2 separate regions of the Anser cygnoides genome follow, and region 1 is linked to region 2. Evidence: chromatin contacts called from public Hi-C data. All regions are on one chromosome and are shown on one strand. Each heading gives the region's core, a stretch centred on a gene start, on an enhancer-like site or on the middle of the called end of the contact. The rest is flanking DNA. Distances are from core to core; before and after follow the strand shown.

The links. Hi-C and Micro-C count contacts between places; a contact is called where the count stands out from the background.
Region 1: a contact with region 2 is called in a Hi-C map of liver, with 4 times the contacts expected there. The contact joins two enhancer-like sites. A contact is called at or near these places in 2 of 7 Hi-C or Micro-C datasets (both in liver).

The regions. Positions count from the first base shown.
Region 1 is chr2:119,863,293-119,866,635 of Taihu_goose_T2T_genome, forward strand. No RefSeq gene overlaps it. Among named protein-coding and RNA genes, the nearest start is that of PPDPFL, 15 kb to the right of the region's middle. Within about 2 kb of position 1,584, at least 1 of the 3 cell types and tissues checked has open chromatin away from gene starts, as enhancers often do. A contact at or near this core is called in liver, where this site is marked.
Region 2 is chr2:119,661,817-119,665,135 of Taihu_goose_T2T_genome, forward strand. No RefSeq gene overlaps it. Among named protein-coding and RNA genes, the nearest start is that of SNAI2, 180 kb to the right of the region's middle. Within about 2 kb of position 1,860, at least 3 of the 3 cell types and tissues checked have open chromatin away from gene starts, as enhancers often do. A contact at or near this core is called in liver, where this site is marked.

The DNA of each region.
Region 1 (3,343 bases), core at 334-2,833, 200 kb after region 2:
AGTGTACAAGTGGATTGATGTTTTTATCCCAAAACACATTCATGATACAAACTTCTGAAAGTCACTGAAAATAAACAATTAAAGAGCAATATGTTTAAAGGAATGTTTCTATGATATTAAACAATAGCATTAGTTCTGTAGTAATTATATTTCAGCCATCAGGGACTAGATTAAAATAGCCTGCAATTTGCTTCATATTTTGTTTCTTCTCTGCTGGATGACTCCAGGCCTTCAGAAGTACCTTGACAAGGAGAAACAAGGTACAGGACTGTAGGGTTGTAGCTGAGGTAGAGCAAAACTGCTGTTATGAACCAGCAAAAACAAGATTATGTATTATATTTATTGCTAATCTTTGTTCCTGAACTGTAACGAGCACAAAATGAAACAAATAGGCAACTTAAACTTGTAATTCAGGGCTGTTCAAAGTGAAGCTGAAGGATATGCAGTGGGTATTGAGGAGAGAATTTCTGCTAATAAAGCTGCAACATTCCCATGGCAGGGGGCTTGGAATTAGAAGATCTTTAAGGTCCCTTCCAACCCAAGCCATTCTACAGCTCTGTGAACATTCTTCCTCAGGTTACAACTCTGTCTGATCCACTCTGCACATAAAGACATATTTTTATGACTATAATCATGAGATTTGGCAGTGTGATCCTGGCCCCAGTAGCATGTTGGAAGAGGTCCTCAATAGCACATGTGGTCTCTTGTTTGAAAGATTTGCCATTTCCAGTTGGTTGGCTGGATTAACTGTGAACTATGTTAATTGATTTCTTCCATAAAGAGAAAGTACAGCCAAAGTTTCTATGCTACAGTTTCATCTAAAAACTAGTCATGGAGGAAGATGATACATTTTGAAGTTAAGGAATAACTGGTAGGACGTGTGCTACTTCTTAAGATTGCTGGCTCTTCTGTTTTAGTACTGGTATATTTTCCATTTTGTATTAGATTGGAAGTTGGCTTTAGGAGGGAACTGGTTTTACCAGTGATCCTTCTATAATGGAAGATGTAAGGACCATCATTCATGTCTCATGAAATTCTTTTCTTGGAAAAGAAAATACAATATTTTCTGTATTTACAGAAAAGGAGAAAATCAAATACAGTGTGCATTTAAAAGTGATAGGAGCAGGACTTGCTTTTTTTTGCCTTCTGGAGGGATGAATGCTTTGAGGCATTCTGATACTATTCTGAAAAGCTGGTTCACTTGCCAAGTTCATTTGTCCAAAGTGTTAAGGAACCTGTAGAACTGCAGAGTAAGGTGTCAAAATAAAATAGTATCTATACCTCTTCTTTTAGATGCTCTCAAAATTTCACTTGATAATTTGTTTGGTTATAATCTGGGTAGAATACAGACCCAGCTATTCCACTTTGCCCTTGTTCTTTATATATCAGCAGGTGATTTATTTACAAATCCTTTATCAATTTGTGTGTGTGTGTGTGTGTGAATTGTTGCAAACATTACTTGCTAAATTTTGTGAGGGAGAATAAAACTTTTGGTACCTCCCTAGGCAAAGAAGAAAGCAGTGAGGGAAAGCAGAGATCTTAAGGACACTTTATGGGACAGCCATTGAGAGGAATCTTCGACTATGTTCTTATAATTCCTGAGTTGCCAAGAAAGCCAAGCCCCAAGTTAGAGTGTAACCCAGGTCTCTGTGTCCTGCTGACGACAGGGTGAGGACTCACTCTTCAGACATGTGTTTTAGCTCTGGCAGTGAGAACCTGGCAGGGATCACCAGCACCAGCACGTCATTGGTGGAATCCTGTCAACAATTCTGCTGAGAGTGGATTCCAGCATGCCAAACCAGGCCAAGGGGCATGTCAAAATCCATCCCTATGTAGTTCTGGTTTTATAACATGAAAAAGCACTGAACTCCTAGATAGTTCCCTGGGTGTATCTGTGGTAAGTGAAACTGTCAGTTAGTCCTGGCTGCAACATTTTCTTGGATGAAAATGGAGCTACATTTGGCTTCTTGCAGTTAATCCAGATCAGAAGGTCAGGATTATCTGACCGCCTTCTTTTCACTGTTAAATCTGAAATCTTTAACAATGATTCAGCTCCCAGAACACTATACTAATTTGATACTAATCCATGAAAGGTCACTGCTAGCATAACAAAATCCCATAATAGTAAAACAAGAATATTCAGTGGCATTTTACATGTACTTAGTGCTGTTAATCTAACATTTAGTGTCACTATAGATTCTATGTAGCAGTGAACTTTAAAACTCTTTTCCTTCCTTAATTCTTCTTCCTTATACTTTATACAAAATATAAATTCAAAACATCGAGAGGCCAATAGATGTACTGGGAAAGTACTGGCAGTATAAAAATGATCCTTGATGAAATGCTATCTAATGGAACAAAACTGAAGCTCTGGGTCTTGATAACTGAGCCAGGAGGGTCTGTCACAGATGAGAGACTGCAAAGCTGGCTTTTCCCCAAAGCCCTAGGAACCTTGAAAAAGTATTCAAAGTAGAACTGACAGGGATGTTGATTTCACCGTGGTGCTACAGGCTCAACAAGCTCCATTTTATGAGAAATGTCAAAAAATGTTGGGTTTGGCCTGGTTCAGACCTAGCACTTCTAGATTTTCATCTTTACCTTTTCATGAGATTACTTTGTGCTTCCTGACTAGCACATCTTCCAATAGACAGACAGAAGAAATTGCAGGCAGGACTGAAAACAGTTTCTATTCTCAAGTTCATTACATACCCAGCATGAAATACTTTACAAGGAGCTTATTTTCATAATACTTGGACCATTATTTGAATAAAAGAGTAAAGCCTTTCTTGTATTCATGTTGAGATAGTGACAGTCATTAAAATGAACAAGTGCCTGTTACCTACGAAGCAAGCCTTGGAGCAAGTCTCTCTCTGATCCAAGCATTTGAGTGAAGGAGGAGATGAGAAGGGGAATGATAATGAGAAACTGGATGCAAGTTAAAAAGCAGTTGCCTTTGGCATGTTTTTTATTAATTTTTGGTTAGTATGGGGGAAAAGGTTGGTGTGTTTAGTGAACTTTCTGTGCTTCTCAAAGTTATGATGAAAATAGAAGTTATAGTAAATAAGTGTTGAAGTAAAAATTGGTCAGGCAATATTTATTTAAAGAGTGAAAAGTCAGGCACCAAACATTTTTCAAACATGACTGCTCTATGCAGTTATCCCATTTGTAGTAACAATTAATATCCAAGTATTACAGAGCAGCACTCTGTGTTGTTGTGTGTGAAAAAATGTCTATTCTGGCTGTTCAATAAAACCATTAAGAGAGAGAAAAAGCCAGTCATGTTGGGTTTTATTCCTTTCCTAACTCTGTACTTTTGTGTGTGAGGAAAAGCCAGCTTTGCCCT
Region 2 (3,319 bases), core at 610-3,109:
CTAAATTTAACTATGACTCAATTACACTAAATCTGACCCATTTTTGTTCTGTGTTTCAATTTAACACTTATTTACATTCTTAGTCTTGGCGCTGTTAGAAGACAAGGGTGGGGGAGCAGGCATTCTGGTCCTCAGAATTGCTATAAAAAATTGATGATTAGGAAAACATAGCTATAGTCAGCTTGAAGCTGGGTAGCTCATTTGAACCTACTATAAAAGAAAAGATCATTTTCTCATTCTATTAAAACTCAGCAAAGGCTGCGTAGGCGGCAGGAGATCAGAAGTGAACGTCCAACTTGGAGTTAGTACAACTGGGGTCAGGTCCAAAGCAAACTGCCTGATTAGCGAAACAATTTGTATTTTACAATGACAGCAAATAGGTAAATCTTGCGAGACTCAGGAAATCCTAGAGGACCGTGAATGCGAGCACTGCCTGCTTCGCAGGTTGCACGTTGATACGGAGGTGTCATTGCCTCTGCTTTTTCGTGCTCCTATTCCAGGGATATAAACAAGAGGGACTCAATTTGCTAAGGTTACTTTTTTTCTCCCTCTCCCTCTTGTTTTTACAATCTACATGTAAAGACTAATTGGCTGTGTTTTTCCCAGCTATTTTATGCTTCTCTTGCTCTGGTTACAAGTCGTACTAAACCAGTATATCCACGGGGACCTATAGACAGCCAGCATTTCCAAACGACATGCAGCATTCCCCTTTCTTTTTAAGTGTAAAACATTTACAAGTAAATTTACAAACGCATTAAGAACATTTCCCCGGCTGGCTGTTAGTGTTTATTTCTTCCCCTTCTCCTCCTGGGAGCTGACACCTCCCAGCCCTCACCTTTCGCACGCTGCTCCCCCGTTACTTTGCCTCCTTCCCTCCCCGCCGCCCCTCTCCCTCCTCCTTTCCCAGTTCAGCAGCGGAGATTTCTGTTTGTGCCAGTGGGGCGGCCTGGCGAGACCGCAATTGCTCTACCCCACAGATTGACGAGCCCTCAGATGCCGATTTACTGTACATGGCAGCCACGCTGGAGCCGAGGCACATCTGGAGTGGAGTAAGCTTACTCAGAAACAGGGGCCAGCTCCAGCCGGAGCCAGCGGAGCTGAGCGCGGCGCTGAAAGGCAGCCCTCCTGCCTCCCCTTCCCTCCTCCCCGGGTACATTTCCTAATGTAAACAGAGGCCAGGGGGGAAGGACACAGTAACTCTTTGCTGCATGTTTGTCATGTCGCGTTCTTTATCTGCTTGAGGTCAAGCCGGAGCTCTGGAAAAACAGAAGCTTTGCTTTTATTCTAAATAGCTGAAAGCCAGCGCTGCTGAAGGGGGAAAAAAAAAGAAAGAGTTTGCTTTTGTGTTTATTTGTTCCACTTTATGGTAATTTGGGGGATAATTTCATTATCTGCAGCCAAATTGAAAACAAGCTGTTGTCAATGCTAATGATACCAGTGTATTATTTTATGTACAGTAGGCGTGGAGCTCTTTAAACCACAAGTGGACTGGATTTCTGCTTACAGCTGTACTGCTTTAACTTTTTTTTTTTTTTTATGGTTGCAAAATGAGACTTTCCTTTTATTATCTGGAAACAAAAAAGATTATGGATGGCTGCTTTGTTTTACAAAATGGCGAATACCTTTCACGGCCTGGTGCCAGCCTGCTGTCCAGCGCATGCATTTTAGCTACATTAGTGCAAAGAAAAAGCACGATCGTTTTGGGGCAGATATGCTGCTTTTATAATCCGGTTCACTGGACTGCTGAATTCCAGTCTCTGTAAAGAAATGGGAGAGATTTCTGAGACATTTACTGACTGTCAGCAATCTGGATGAGTACTCTGTAATTGAGGTTTAATAAAGTTTTTATTTCTTCTTTTTAATAGCAGAATGATAAAAGTGGTAGGTTAGTTGTTCAGATGACATTAAAATGACGAGCATGCAAATTAAAAAGGGCTTCCCCACACAGTATTCCTCACTACTCAATAGATGTTGCAGTGCACAAGGCAGAGAAAGCAAACATCAGAAGACATTGCCACTGATAACATATTGACGTGTGCCATGTTGATTTATCTGTCAAGAAATAAATACTTTTTCTAGGGATGTTGCTTCTTTGTCTTCCTTAAGTTCACAAACCTCACTCTGTATTTTAACCTTCTGGTGGATTAAACAGTGACCTCCCAGACGAGTAGGTGGCTCCCATGGCTCCTGATGGAGCCTGGCCTAGCTATCGCATAGCAGAACTTGGCCTGGGCCATGAGTGAGGTAACTGCAGCGTGGCTGGGCAGCAGCTCTTGTACCGCAGTCGGGCAAAGTTTCAGCATCCCCCTGCAACCCCCCAGGGGGCTCCTACGACTGCTGTTTTATTATCTGTGCTGGTATGCCATAATACCCATATGAGATAGCAACGGAGGTTGCATACTGTATTGTATTATCATTTTTAATGGATACTGTTTTAGTTGATTTTAATAATTTCCTCACAGTTATGTTTTCTCTTGCTCTCCTGATCATTCAGATCACACTAGGAGAGGGCCTAAATTTCTCTTGCCCAGGGACTACCCAGGGAAACATTTGGCATTACCTCTCTATGGCTGCTTAAACCACTCAAGGTGAAATTCCATAAGGAGAGGACTAACAGCATGGCAAAGGTGTTAAAGACAGTTTGGAAAGTCAGAACTGCACACCTCCAAGGTCTGCAATAGCCTTTATGTGCCTGAAACCTCGTCCAGGAACAGATCCAGGGGAGGTACACCTTTTGTTATAGGACTTATGTGACCTGTGTGATTACTGAGGTAGACAAAAAGGTGTACTTGGGGCAAAATAATTTATCTGAAGACAAACAAACAAACAAAAATATCTCTACAGAGAAAAGCTGGTGGAACCAGTCTGAAAAGTAAAGCTTCTTGGCAAGCTTCAGAGAGACCTTGGCAATTGATTGAAATCTAAACTTTTTTGCAGGGACATTTTGGCTAAGATTTTCTGGAATCCTGCAGGGCTCCACAGGACTCCTGCGTGGCTGGCAGATCATTGCTCAACTCCCCTACTGCCAGGATAGAGGATTGATGGCATGTCATTTCAGGATGACCCACCAAGTAGTCTACCTTTGAACTAGAGACCTCAGGGCTTCCAGGTTTCGAAACTGGGACAACACTTGTTTTGAAACTTTGTTGATATGTTTTGATATGCATTGGAAATATTTTGATTTCAATGAATTACCAAATCCTGACCCCAAAAATGTTCCATAGGAGTTTTTTGAACAGCTTTACTCCAGTCTAAGTTTAATGACCCTGGGGGGAAAAAAGAATGGTTTACCCATAAATAGAGTAGAAATAAAACATAA